2 separate regions of the Mus musculus genome follow, and region 1 is linked to region 2. Evidence: chromatin contacts called from public HiChIP or PLAC-seq data. All regions are on one chromosome and are shown on one strand. The core of a region is the stretch at or near the end of the contact, and the rest is flanking DNA. Distances in the headings are between cores, read along the strand shown. Region 1 overlaps Uap1 (UDP-N-acetylglucosamine pyrophosphorylase 1). Region 2 overlaps Ddr2 (discoidin domain receptor family, member 2).

Region 1 (6,956 bases), core at 838-3,337, 130 kb after region 2:
TCCGAGTGCCAGGAGGGGCTAGGCAGACAGCAGAGGGAGAAAGACATCCGTGGTCTTCCTCAGCACAGGACCGTGCAGGCTACAATACCGGCCTGCTTAGGTGAGATGTGTACACGGATGCAATTGTAGTTTGACAGTTACAGAGTCACCAATCCCTTTCTGATCCACAAGAAAAAAGGATTCATCCCCAGTACTGTATCCTGGTCAAAAACTCATAGCTGTGAAGACAATATGCCCTAGATATGGGGAGACTACATGACCTAAATACTCGCTTTCATACCCACAGACCTGGGCTACTCTCAGTCTTGGTCAGAGAAGGTTTTGATTTTTGTTGTGGTAGCTGGCAGCCATAAACGCAGACACTTAAAACTAGTCGACGGGCTAAGAATAGAGGACTGCTAGTGCTTGGCTCTCAATGAGACGTCCATATCACCTATGCGCCCAAGGCTCGGGGAACACTGCGGAAGAAAAGGTGGAAGGGATGTAAGAGTGGACAGGAGTGCTTTGAGATGTCTTCCGGACATGACGTAGCAGTTGCACACGTGAACTCCATTAGCTATGTTTGTCTGCACAGGCTCAAGGCAGTCAAAACTCCACCAGGGATGGGGAAAACAAGGCCCCCCGCCCCTAGCTGAGAAGCCATTGGCTACTGCTGGCTGCTGGCAGAGGGAGAGTGGTTTTCCTTTGTTTATATGGCCGCTGGTAAGTTGCTCCAGTGGATAGCCTCATACCTGGGTACATATGGACAATAATAATTATACTCAATGGTGTATGTATGTGTATATGTATGTGTATGTATATATATATATATATATATATGTATATGTATACACACACATACATATATACATATGTATATATATGAATGAAAAGGTCATAAAGTTGGAAATGGAACATACCAAGTGGCCACCCACAGGGAGTCAGAGGAAGTAAATAAAGGTGGTATGGTGCTGCCCAGATTCAGGGTGGATATTTTGTTTATGGTTTTGTTTGTTTGTTTGTTTGTCTTTGTTTTTTTAAACTTCTCTGGAAATGTCCTCTCTTGGTCAAGGTGTGTCTCCTAGGTAACTCCAAAATCCAATCACATTGACAATGGCGACTATCCACCACAAGTCCATATATATTAAGCCTTTTAAGCCCGAGAGCTGGCTCAGAGAAATACCCCTGCTAAGCAGAGAACAATTCCCTGGGTAGGGTTAGGACCAGGATGCCACCTATCCTAGCTTGCGGGGATGAGGCTCAGGGCTCCAAAGAGGAGGATGGTTGGAAAGATGTGTAAGACACACAGGAAAGTGGTCAGTTATTTCTGGAGAACCGGACTTTGGAAAAGTTGAACTTGGTTGAGGCAAAAAATTGGAATTTCTTATATCATGATTTAATTGTCTAGATGCAAGAAAATGATCCATTCAATTAAATGATAAGTTATAATTAACTTTTAATGAATTTACTAATTCTTTTTTTTGGGGGGGGTGTCGGTCTTCAAACCTAGGGCTATGCAGTCCAGGCACTCTACCACTGAGCTACACCACCCCCCTGCACCCTCTTTTGAAAAGGGTTTTTGTTGAAATGGAATATAGAAAAGATATATTGAAAAAGAAACCTCACCAATTTGTAGAATCCTTGCTATTGCTATTTCTGTCTGTCATAAGCTCTGTCTCGTCCTTCATCTTCACCTATCATCTCTGCCATTTAAACCACACTTAGGCTTGAATTAATCTTAGTAAGCAGTTGGCGCCTAAATCCTGACCCCAGCTCAGATCTAGCATGTAGTCTGAACTGTTACTACCTAGATGCACATCCTTAAGGGAGTGGCTTCTTTTGGAACTCAGTTACTTATATGTAAAATGAATCATTCAAACTAAGTACTCTGGTCTGCTGCAAGTGGGAAGAATAACAGAAAGACACACCTGTAGCGTCAGGGGCAAGATGGTTGGGCTAGGAAGGAAGCTCTGGGAGGATGCATAATGACATTCATTGCTGCAAAGCCAGAGCTCCTGAACCAAGGCTGAGTTGCTACTTCATCCCAGCCTTTGTTCATACTGCCCTCTGCTGCTCAGACATAACCCTTCCACAAAAGCCACAAAGAACTGTGGCCTGCCAAGACGAGGCCTCGGGGACAGCTGACTCACAGGAAGTAGTCTATAGTACAGTCAGAAGACGTGAGGAACCAAGTCTGCCAAAAATATTCTGCTTCAGGGCTTCGACTATTACCCTCATATTTTATGTCTCTTCATGGCAGCGTTTCATGTATTTCAGGCTCACTCCAAACTCACTATGAATTTAAGCTCCTTCTGCCTCCATTTGTCAGGGGCTGCAATTACAGTTGTGCACACCATCCTGGGTCTGATACCCTCAAAATCCTAACCTCGAGTTTTCTTTATACTAGGCCTCCTAACAGCTTGGCATATTAGAGCTAGGTTAAGTCCTGAGGGAAAGGACAATGGCAACTACATTGTAGAGGATTTCAGAAGGCTATGGGAGGTGGGGGGAGTCCCTATCCACAGATGTGTCCAATCTTTTTGTGACATGATGTTGTCACCTAAGTTCATACTTAAGAACTAAACAGTCAAGTAACGATCCCTCTCCCGATAGCTTTTGACCAATAATGCTGATTGTAATAGTACTCTGAGCATCTCCACTTGAATATGCTTATCTGTGAGAATGGGTTCTCAAGTGTCTTCTCTTCTAGGGTTTGACTTTCCATCTCCTATATGTGAGTTATCAAGATTTCTATTGCATTTCCCAATTGCTCAATGAATAGGGTTGGATGGGATCTTGTGCTCTCAGGCCCTCTTCTACTATGACATTCTGACTTGTGCCAGATTCAGGCTGCCAAATGCTCGCCTCTTCAGGATGTCTTTTATGAGCAGATAAACATGTTCAAAGAATGTAGGAATCTTTCCCTTGAAACAATTAGATTTGCCTAAATATAGTCCTGTTCTCTCAAATGTTAAGTATTCCCAGAAGTGCCCTGCTGCCACACATACTCACACATACATACTCACACACATATGCACACACATACACACATGCACACTCACATACACACACACCTACCTTCCAGATAACAAGAAAATGTCACCCAGGCCCAGGAACAATTGATTGGTCTTCGGCTGATGTTGCATAACCTTGTCAAGATCCTCATTACTTCACAGTAGCCCAAGTATGGCTCTGCCTTCAGTCATCTGGTCCTCTCTCTTCTTGTGCTATGAGGCCAAAGTTTGCCAACTTGCCTCTTCCTTGAACTATTGATGGTGACAGTCACAAAAAACAATTGATTCTTAGCCTTTCCATTTCCTCTTCAGCACAAAGAACTTAAACCTTGTAAAAACACAACTGTTTCTGTCTGTTCCTCTCTCCAACACTTTAGCTTGTGCTCAACATTTTCAGAATGCTGTTTGGATTGGACCATGTGACAAGACTGTAGAGCCAGAAGACTTGGATTTTAATCCCTACTCTTCCATATCCTAGTAATGAAATTTTAAGTTACTTAAGCCCCATCTTTGACCAATGAATTATATCTTGAAACAAAACTGCATGAGGTATAAAATGTTCTTCTTGAGGCAGAACTTCGAAAAATAACAAATCTTAACTGTTCAGTTTTAGGATTTTTTTTTTCCTTTAAATGGCTCCATGACCACTGCCCAAGTTCAGAGTATTTGAAAACCCTGGCAAATGCCTGTGCTCCTTGCTCGGTTGCCATCCCTCCTATAGGACTTTGTTATTCTATTTTCCTACTATGAATTCATTTCTGCCAGTTCTTAATCACTGCCTATTTGGAATAACGTCATTGTTACAAGGTGAAGATTTCTCCGCAGTTCTCTTCTCAAATGAAAAAGCCTCCTGAGAGGCTCTGCCAGTGCCTGGCAAATACAGAAGTGGATGCTCACAGTCATCTATTGGATGGAACACAGGGCCCCCAATGGAGAAGCTAGAGAAAGAAGCCAAGGAGCTGATGGGGTCTGCAACTCTATAGGTGGAACAACAATATGAATTAGTATCCCCCAGAGCTCTTGTCTCTAGCTGTATATGTAGCAGAGGATGGCCTAGTCAGTCATCAATGGGAGGAGAGGCCCTTGGTCTTGTAAAGGTTCTATGCTCCAATATAGGGGAATGCCAGGGCCAGGAAGCAGGAGTGGGTTGGTTGGGGAGCAGAGGGAGGGGGAAGAGTATAGGGGATTTTTGGAGAGGAAACTAGGAAAGAGGATAACATTTGAAATGTAAATAAAGAAAATATCTAATAAAGAAAAAGTTCTCAACATAAATTTAGCCTAGTAGTGAGAGTACATGCTGGAGACTCGGGCAGGCTGGCACAGGCACTAGCCTCCCCTCCCACTCACTTCTGCGTTATGAACTTTTTTATGTTCATGACTATTTTAGTGGGTGGCATACATTTATTTTGTTAGAACTTAGTGATCTAAAGGCAGTCTATTAAGCATCTATATTCCCACAGTGATGAGATGTTAATTTTGTGTCAGTTTCCTTAGGCTAAGAAAATACCAGAGAGCTGGGATACCATTCTTTCCCAGGGGGTCTCTAAGGATGCTTGGGGAGGAAGGGGGAGGGGGATGGAAGACATCAGCATATGAAACCCTAAATCAGTGTACTGTAAAGATCAGCCTTATTCATGTGGGAACTACTACTGAGGGCCTGTGGAGGCAAAAAAGGTGGGAGAAGTATGCATGTGCTGTTTGAGCTGGGACAACCATCTTCTTTGTTTTATGACCCTGGCATCTTCTGGATGGCTGGGATGTACACTATTAGTTCTCTACCTTGACAATGGACTAGAATTATACCACTGACTTTTTCAGACTTCAAGCTTATAATCATGAGGTCACAGAACTTAGCTTCTACAACCTTATGAGCCAATCTGTCCAGAGAAATGTCTATATAACTCTATCTGCCTGTCAACCTCCTTAGGAGCCATTTCCCTGGAGAACCCTAACACAATAGAGTTCTCGAGCACTCTTGCTGCCAAACTCCAGTCAACGGGATCACTGTTTGCTCCTGTTTAACGTCCTTCTTAGCATTAAATTATCTTTATTATGAATGTTTTTCAATGAAAACTATTAAGGAAAGAACTGTTGTACCTTTTATGTCTCCAGAATGCTGGCTATGACCTCACTCCCTTAAGGATCACTTCTCAATGTGCATTTCCTAAAACCTGGAGCTGCAGAGAAGTGAACAAGAATTCCTGGAAAGAAACTGTGCAGCAGAGCTGATTGTCTAGTTAGAACTTCAGTGGTGTGGAAGGGTTGATGTTGCAGGTCCAGAGCCTAATTATAGTTTATTCTGGGCTATCTTTTTAGCCCCCTTGATGGCCATTCTAGTCCACCTGTTTCAGGACTAACATCCTGTGACTAACAGTTTAAAAACAAACAAACAAACACACAAACAAACAAACAAAAAATCTTTTGGAATGTATTAACTAACAAAACTCTACTCTTCCAGCCAAGAGGCTAAGAGTTATCAGACAGCATAAGGCTTATAACTGAGATTTCTCTGATTTTAAACTTCAGTATATTTGAAAAGCACTTTGATTTACAACTTTTTTTTGTTTTACAATAAAGACTTCAAAAATACTTCCACATTGGAACATGGAATTTGGGGTAACCTAACTTTGTGTTCCCGGGCTACAATCACTCATATTTGACTCCAGAATAAATGATCTCTTAGGACCTTTGAGGTAAACATTGTGGTTTTGCGACACCAGAGACTGAATTGCAAAAGCACCCGTCTCGGGCAGTAGAAAAACAGACTGGAAAACTAACCAAATGGCTGTAGATTATATTCCTCATAGATTATACACGGTGTCTCTCACCTCTTCTCCAGATCAGACTTGGCAGTCATCAAGAGGAAATGCTAAGATAATCTAGAACTAGAAATAAAATCTCCCATCATGAAAAGCCTCCAAACCTGGGGATGGAGGTGGGGATCGACACGCCTTTTGTTCATCTTCCAGTGGAAGCAATGGAACACACCTGAGGGCCTGCACATGTGCACGGTGGCTGCCAATCAAATATTCATAGTGTGATCTGAGTGGACTCTATTAATTCTCTCATAAAATCTCCACTGTGGCCAAATGACTTCGGTTCCTCTTTTGGAAACACTATCCAGTCCTGAATGTGGATAACGTTGGGGCAGGACTTAATGAGAACTGCCTGTGGCATACGTGCTTCTCCTCACACTGTCATGGCCTCCGGGCTCTCTCCTTACTTGAGATTCTCTTTGCTGTTCCTCCCATCCACTACCATCCCAGCCCCCTGTGCCTCCTCTTCCATGCGATGTCCAGTAAACTAACGACACAGAAAGATAAATAACAAGTAAAGGTTCTGGGAAAACAAATGACAATGGATCCCACACTCAGGTGCTAAAAACTCAATCCACTTGGAGCTCATTAAAAGAGAACTCGAGTTCCATAAATCTCTTCAATAGATAACAGCAACATTGGGCTGCTGAAATAGAAGATATGCACGATATACTAGGTAGGCCTTAGTACAAAAACAAAACAAACGAACAAAACCCAACAATCAACATATAAGCTCTGTAAAAAGTGACATTTAAAGGCTCACACTTGATCTATCTTACAGTAGCTTATTAATGGAAAATAAAATGTGCTAGTCTCTAAATATAATTTCTACACTCTTGCATTTATCTAGATGTTAGGGGGCCAAAGCATGTTATTTAAATGTATCCATAATGCTCAGTATTTCCATGCAAAGTGAACTTTTAAATAAATGGTTTATCAACAATCATGACTTCTGGTACACATTGAAGATTCACGTTTGCCGCTCTTTTTCAATCTTATAATTTTAAAAAGATCAGAATTGCAGTGATTAAGTTTTAAGTGCTACAAGATATGTACGGACAATAGGTAAATAACTGATTTAAGCATGCCTCTCAGCCTTAAATCCTGGGACACTGGCTGGTCACTCCTTGCTGTAGGAGGTTACTCC
Region 2 (6,514 bases), core at 2,873-5,372:
TGTCAGCTACTTGTTTAATCTGCCTGAAGCTCAGCTCCAATCACATCCTTCCGTAACTTTAAAAATCATCAATGAATTACTATATTAAAAGGAAATTACTGTGCTAAAAGGAAAACTGCTCCATCCCCACCCGACTTCTTGATATCCTTCTTACTACTCCTAGCATTCAAGTCTCCACCACCATGAACATTGTTATGCTATAACTTCTCCTGCCAGGAACTGTGAACTAAATGGAATCTTCCTTCCCCAAGTTGTTTATTGTCAGGCATTTGGTCATAGCAATGAAAAAAAGCAACAAATACATAGAATAATCAATCTTCTCACATAGCCATTGACCCAAACTATGAATGCCTTAAGCATGAGACCCATGGCTTCATTTTTCTTAATTACCCACAACACCTAGCCAACTTCTACACACATAACAACTGACTAGCAAAGATCCAATTGGTATCTCATTTCCTGTGTGCTTTAGGTCTAGGCTAGCTAGGGTGTGACTGAGTCAAACATGTGAAGATGATGTAAGAGAGTGGAGAGAAGTGACTGACTAAGCAGATGGAAAGGAAATAAGTAAGGCTAGAAGACTGGATGAATTGAGACTTCACCCAGGGGCTGGCTGATGAAGGAGATAGTTCACTCTCCACCCTTGAGCCAGTAGAAAGGCTGTCTGTCATTCTACAATCTGCTTCCTGAGACTCACTAATATGTTTCTTTTTTGGCCCCTAGAAACTTTATTGTTGGATCGATATTTCACAATATTCTTACAGATAAACACTGAACTAAGAAAGACAAGGATTAGCAATGGACCAGAAGAAGAATGTAATGATTGAATGGATAGGCACATGTCTTTCCCAGCTCTGTACCCCAATGTGTCTGGTGATGTTTTTCTACCACAGCTCTTCATCTGTCCACTTCAGGCCTCTCTGCTGCTCTCACCCGTTTCTGCCATAATTAGACCAATGTTCCTCCATTTCTTCCTCTCCACTCCTCTACCTACTGTTTCCTGCTTTCATTAACATCTAATCCTAAGAGCTTCTCTTATCTATTGCAAGCCTTAATAGCTCCTTCTTTTCACAGCTTCTAAAGTACTATATTTATGGAGTTCATTGTTTCTTAACTTTGTGACCTGACCAATCTTATTTCTTACTTTGTATCTATAGCCAAGTTAGCCTTTAGATTGGAATATACATCCTCATTTCAGGATATATAACTCCCACACTTATAAAAATATCACAAAGTTTAGCTATTCCTTTGTGTAATTTTTCTCCTGTCTACGGTATTACTATTTTGTTTTCCAAAAGTCAACTTCAAAATGGAGATAAACACCATGCAGTTTATATATGTAGATGTAGAAATAACTACATCTAAGTTATTTCCGTGTATCACACATGTGCAGAATACTGGTGGATTGACTGACTCTTTGATTATTGATGGAATATTTGTTATGGCCATTTCCTCTATTCTGGTGGTTATTTAAATCTCCTAGTATTTACCTGTACCCAACAGCTCCATCATAGACAGAATCATTCAGATAAATGATGGAGCCTCCAGGGAGTACAAACTGCTGTCCAGCTGGAGCATTGTAGGATACCAAGCCATCTGCCAAAGGAAACACAGTGGTCAGCGTTTGTGATAAGGAGATGCACCTGCTGCCTAACCAATTAGCCTAGGGAGCTACTTAAGCTTCCAAGGAAGTATGAGCTTGTCCATCATGTCCACTGGGTTTCAATCCGGGTTAACAGTTGAGCACTGTTGGGAAGCTCACCACAACAGCAGTTACCTGAGTAACTCTGAATATGTCATTTCCACCACAGGGCACCAAGCCCTGGGTAGATGGGTGTGGCTCATTCTTCTCTTTTAACCAAAAGGAAATAATCTCATTCCAAAGGGGAGTGATTTCATCCCTTTCTGAGTTGGTGGTTTTTAGTTCTTGGGGCTTGGAAGTTTCTCTATGGTTCAGAAGGTCTCTGTGGTCGAGATTTACCTAGCCAGACACAACCATAAAGCTCAACCCTCATGCACACGTTCATGGAGTGGTCAGTGACTGGGATAAGGCGAACAAATCTGGCGACGATGGGTGGCTCCAAGTCCTTCAGGAATACATCATAAGGGTTACTGTTTCCATCAAGCACCTAGGAGAGATATGAGAAGGAGCAGAGACCTTTAAAATCATGTTCACCTTTCTTCATGAATCATGCATTTGATGGACACTTTGCTCCTTGTTCATGAGCAGAATATAGTCACTCAACTCTCTCAGCAGAGCTAACAGATCCTCTGTGTCAACTCTGAACTGACACCATGCCACATTTACAATGTCATATCGGGCTTGAACATACACAGTTTGAACTATTGACAACTATTGAGTCCTATATTCCCCCAAAGCGTGGCCATTTTCTTCTTACCTGCTTCCCATGCCGGTTACGCCAGGAGATCCAGCGACTGCCATCCCGACTGTAGTTGATCTTGTACATGGGTGCAAATTCAATGCCATGACCCCCTGCATGGCGCCCCTGGGTCCCCACAAGAGTGATAAAGTGTAGGGTTCGCAAGTCAATCTGCAGAAATTCCTTCAGGTCATCGGGTTGCACTGGAATCTCAGGACACCAGGCTCCATCTCCTTCTTCAGAGTCCAGCCTTGAGAAGAAGGGTAGGGAAGAGAGGGAGCAACTGTGAAACAAGAGACACTCACCAGCTCACAGTAGGCAGCTGCCCTGCGCCTGAGGAGAGAGTGAAAACCCAGCATCTAGTCCAGAGGGACTTGGGGGACCTCCCCATGGTGTCTGTCTGTCCTAACCATTTCCATTTGTGGTTCGTTTCCTGTCTCTGAAGCACCACACAGCCCAGGGAGAGTCACCACAATGGAGCTGGGGCCTTCCAAAGCACATGTAGCCTTTTAATCTTGATTTAGAGAACTCTAGGGAAATGAAACCCTTTCCACCCATGCTCCTCTGTGGAATTCTTTCACCCTGCCCACGTCCATTCCTCAGCCACAATCTCACAGAGCAGGCTCCTCCTGGTTTGGGTATCAAGTTATAGGAGGGAGGAAGGAGTAGGGAGGAAAGGTAGGTCTTCAGTGTGGGCTATGCAGTATGGTGGAATGCTAGCCAGCAGAATGGGCATGGCAACCCAGCAAAAGCCATGGGAGCCATGGTGAAGGTGAGGGTGGAAAGCCTGTGAGGGAATGACCAATAACCTGGGTTCATTTACTACTCCAGGCTAGACCGCCACTGAACGGCATTGAGAAATCACTCTAAGGTTTATTTGAAGTACCCTCTGAGTTTTCTCCCTCTTCCCTAGTACACTCCCTTTCCTCGCAGAGCTTACCCACTCATTTCTCATTCCCCCCATAACTCCACACTACTCTCTCCTCTCAAACACTAAGACAGGTATGATGAGGGAGGTTATGGGGGTCGATTGCCTCATGTGTGATTCCATTTTAACAAAATCAATACGAAATTTACATCAAATAATTAGGTTCTAGCAGGAAGAAAAGGGTCCGATCATCAGCGTAGCTTCTGAGTTGGGAGTCTGTTCATTTAGGGACCTTGGGAATTACATACTCCACATAGAATTTGCTCTGTTTATAGATGAGGATGGCCCTTCTGTGTGAGGTTTCCTTGAGGGAAGGAAGAACTTACTGGAAACCTCAGTGTCTGGTTTGACCATAGACACTCTGCCCAGTGGCATTTCAGATACCTCCTGAGACGCAGGCATCACTCACTGCCAGTGTCCTACATAATCTACACCTCTCTGTACCTGCGCCCTTGGCCTTTCTCCTACAACGGCCCACAGTGAGGTCCGGTAAAGCAAATCCACTGCCTATCAATGACCCCATTCACAGTGGGTGGTGTGGTTCTGAGGCCTCTGTGGTTGGGAAGAGGTTTCCAGGCCAGTGACTGCAGCCAAGGCTTCGCCTCTCTCTGAAACATTCCAAGCAGCACAAACCCCTTCACATCTCGCTTCCAGTCTTGCAAGCTCTCACCAGCACTAGCCCTTCCCCCAGCATCTTGAGTTGTGGCTGTGTAGCCATTCCCTCCTCCCCCTGCTCCCCTCCCCCTGGCACTTAGGCCTTCTTGACAAAGCTATCTCACCTCCCATATTTGGCAGCCGTGGATTCTGACCACTGACTTGAGGCTGTGATGTCCTCATCTGGAATGTGGCCTCCTGACATGCCCAGAGGATAGCGGCATATGGCTGGAACGAGGAAACAGAGAGAAAACAGAGAATGTGCTTTCAGTTTTAGTCCAGAGTCCCCAAGAAGGTTGAAACTGGTAACAGAACAGGAAATAGGGGACTTGAAATCTTCCTAGATCCCTCTATGACCCAAGTCCAGCCACACTGATGCTACAGAGCTTTTTCCTAATCCTAATATCCAAATACCTCCAAGATTTAACCAACAGCCAAACTTACATTTTGGCCCAAATTCTGACTAATGTAATATAATTTAATGTGCAAATTTCTTCTTGTATTGAGTAATAACCCCAATAGTCCCAGCCTTAGTTCCTTACTAGCAGATTTACATATTAAATCAATTTCCTAAAAGTAGCATTATCCTTGTAGCCATCAGGTAGCCCTAGATGGGTAGAAGCACTCTGGTTTACTAAGGAGCAGATTGTATGAGACTGTGAAACAGCTCAATCCACTGTCCCGTGTTAGTACTGAGCATGCTGGTCCTGTTAGAAACAGTAGTTTCAGGGATGGGCTTCACTTTCAACAAAGAGAATAAGACAGAGCATATGAAATTCCCTATGGGAAATAATCCAGCTTTCAAACAATGGGCACCAGACAACAATGGACCACCATCTTGGAGAGATGGGAAACAAAGGAGCCAGCAACGCCCCGACAGCGCCCAGTTACAGCAAAGGAGTGAGAGCTCAGGCAAGATTGAGTGGACTTCCAGAGTTACAAAGACAAAACAAGTAACTATAAACACTCGGAAGTCACCATAGTCTACGAGATAAAAGATGAGTAGGAAGATGAAACGAAATGGAATCATTACGACGAAGGAAAAGAAAGAATGGATGTTTCTGGAAAGCCAGAAATTTTTCCAGAAATATAAAACCACAAAATAACAAACAAACAAATAAAAAACCCTAGAGTATTCTTTTAAAAGGAGAACAGACCTAGAGGTATTAGGAGTTTAGATATCAAAATATATCACAAAGCTGTAGTAATTAAAGTAGTCCTATACTTAAAAATGTGACCAATGCAATGGAATGGAGAGCCCAGACATAACCTCACATATATAAGGTCAACCCATCTTCAAAATAGGTACCAAAAAATGCACAGGGGGCGGGGAGCATAGTCTTGTCAATCAAGGTGCTGAAAAAAATTGGATATCCATATTTCCAAGAGAGAAATTGGACCCTCATGTTACACACACACACACACACACACACACACACACACACACACACACACACACGCACACACGCACACACACACACTGACACTGAATGGTACCTCCGGGCCCATCTGCAGGAGGCAGAGAGAGGAGAACTAGGGGCTGCTCAGTCCAGGTCGTGAGCAAATGAACGCAAAGAGAAGCCACCACTACAGCTCCCGCAGGAGGCTGAAGGCCTGAGAGACCCTCATCTCCAAAGCCTGAAGAACCTGAAGTGTGCTCTGAACAACTGACAATGAAAAGCACACCTCACTGAGAGCAAGAGTTAGTCCCATCTTTGCTTTTCCTGTTCCATTTTGGCCCTGAGACTCTTGCCTGATTGCTGCCTACATGTGAAGATCTTTGCGACTGTAACTCTAGCGTATCTGAAAACTAAACCCAGAAGCTGCATGTTGGTGAAGATGCAGTTATCCTGCTGTGGGTTTGGCCTCTGAGGTCCGCTCCCAGATCCCATCCATCCTGGACAGAGAATGACGCTCAAGGGCCCTGCTGACAGCTGCAGCATAGAACATCCACAGTCCCATCCATCACATGTGTCCAGATGTGGGGCTGTAAATGTAACGAGAACCTCTGTCCTCTGGGACACGTGAGGTAAGCCAGACATTGGGAACAGCCAACAAGGTGAGTCATGATAGTATCATAAATAACTTCCCATCGTGGGGCCTGCTGGTCTGTGGGACAATAACCAAGACACTGCCACTGCCACTACAATGCATCTCGGTAGGGTTGTATTTCTAGGAATCCTTTTTCTGTCATGTTGTAATTGGCTCCGTGCAAGAATTTTCCCCTACTTAACAGATATAGAAAAATGAAGTAAACGAGATCAGAAGTGTGCCTGACAGGCAGGCAGAGGGAGTGACGGAGAAAGACCACATAGGACTCTGCTATGCAGTGTCAGAGGACTGCTGAGTTCTTCCCAGAGACTTAAAGATGTAGTCTTGGGAATTCATCCAAGGGAAACCTTGAGTCACGCAGATAACAAATAGAAAAGGATTCCCCATAAATCCGAGAATTGCTTACTTTATTGCAATCTATCCATTCACGTATAGCATTAACAAATGTGCCCATTAGTGAGTGTTCTTGCATTTATACAATCAGTCAGTAGTGAATAAG

Evidence for each region. HiChIP or PLAC-seq counts read pairs in DNA pulled down with a chosen protein or histone mark.
Region 1: a CTCF HiChIP or PLAC-seq map of the NIH/3T3 cell line shows a contact between it and region 2, with 9 read pairs. The contact joins two enhancer-like sites. A contact is called at or near these places in 1 of 15 datasets of contacts at CTCF or cohesin (the NIH/3T3 cell line), 5 of 484 Hi-C or Micro-C datasets (3T3-L1-derived adipocytes, embryonic fibroblasts, tail fibroblasts and 1 more) and 1 of 9 other capture datasets (adipose tissue).

Annotation. Positions count from the first base shown.
Region 1 is chr1:170,134,499-170,141,454 of GRCm38.p6, forward strand. Uap1 (UDP-N-acetylglucosamine pyrophosphorylase 1) reads right to left here. Exons shown (of 11, transcript NM_001305045.1): 11 at 6,725-6,956. Among named protein-coding and RNA genes, the nearest start is that of Uap1, 37 kb to the right of the region's middle. Within about 2 kb of position 2,088, at least 104 of the 459 cell types and tissues checked have an H3K27ac peak or open chromatin away from gene starts, as enhancers often do. A contact at or near this core is called in the NIH/3T3 cell line and adipose tissue, where this site is marked.
Region 2 is chr1:170,002,674-170,009,187 of GRCm38.p6, forward strand. Ddr2 (discoidin domain receptor family, member 2) reads right to left here. Exons shown (of 17, transcript NM_022563.2): 3 at 4,089-4,191; 4 at 2,400-2,631; 5 at 1,982-2,129; 6 at 1,491-1,596. Among named protein-coding and RNA genes, the nearest start is that of 3110045C21Rik, 37 kb to the left of the region's middle. Within about 2 kb of position 4,123, at least 58 of the 459 cell types and tissues checked have an H3K27ac peak or open chromatin away from gene starts, as enhancers often do. A contact at or near this core is called in the NIH/3T3 cell line and adipose tissue, where this site is marked.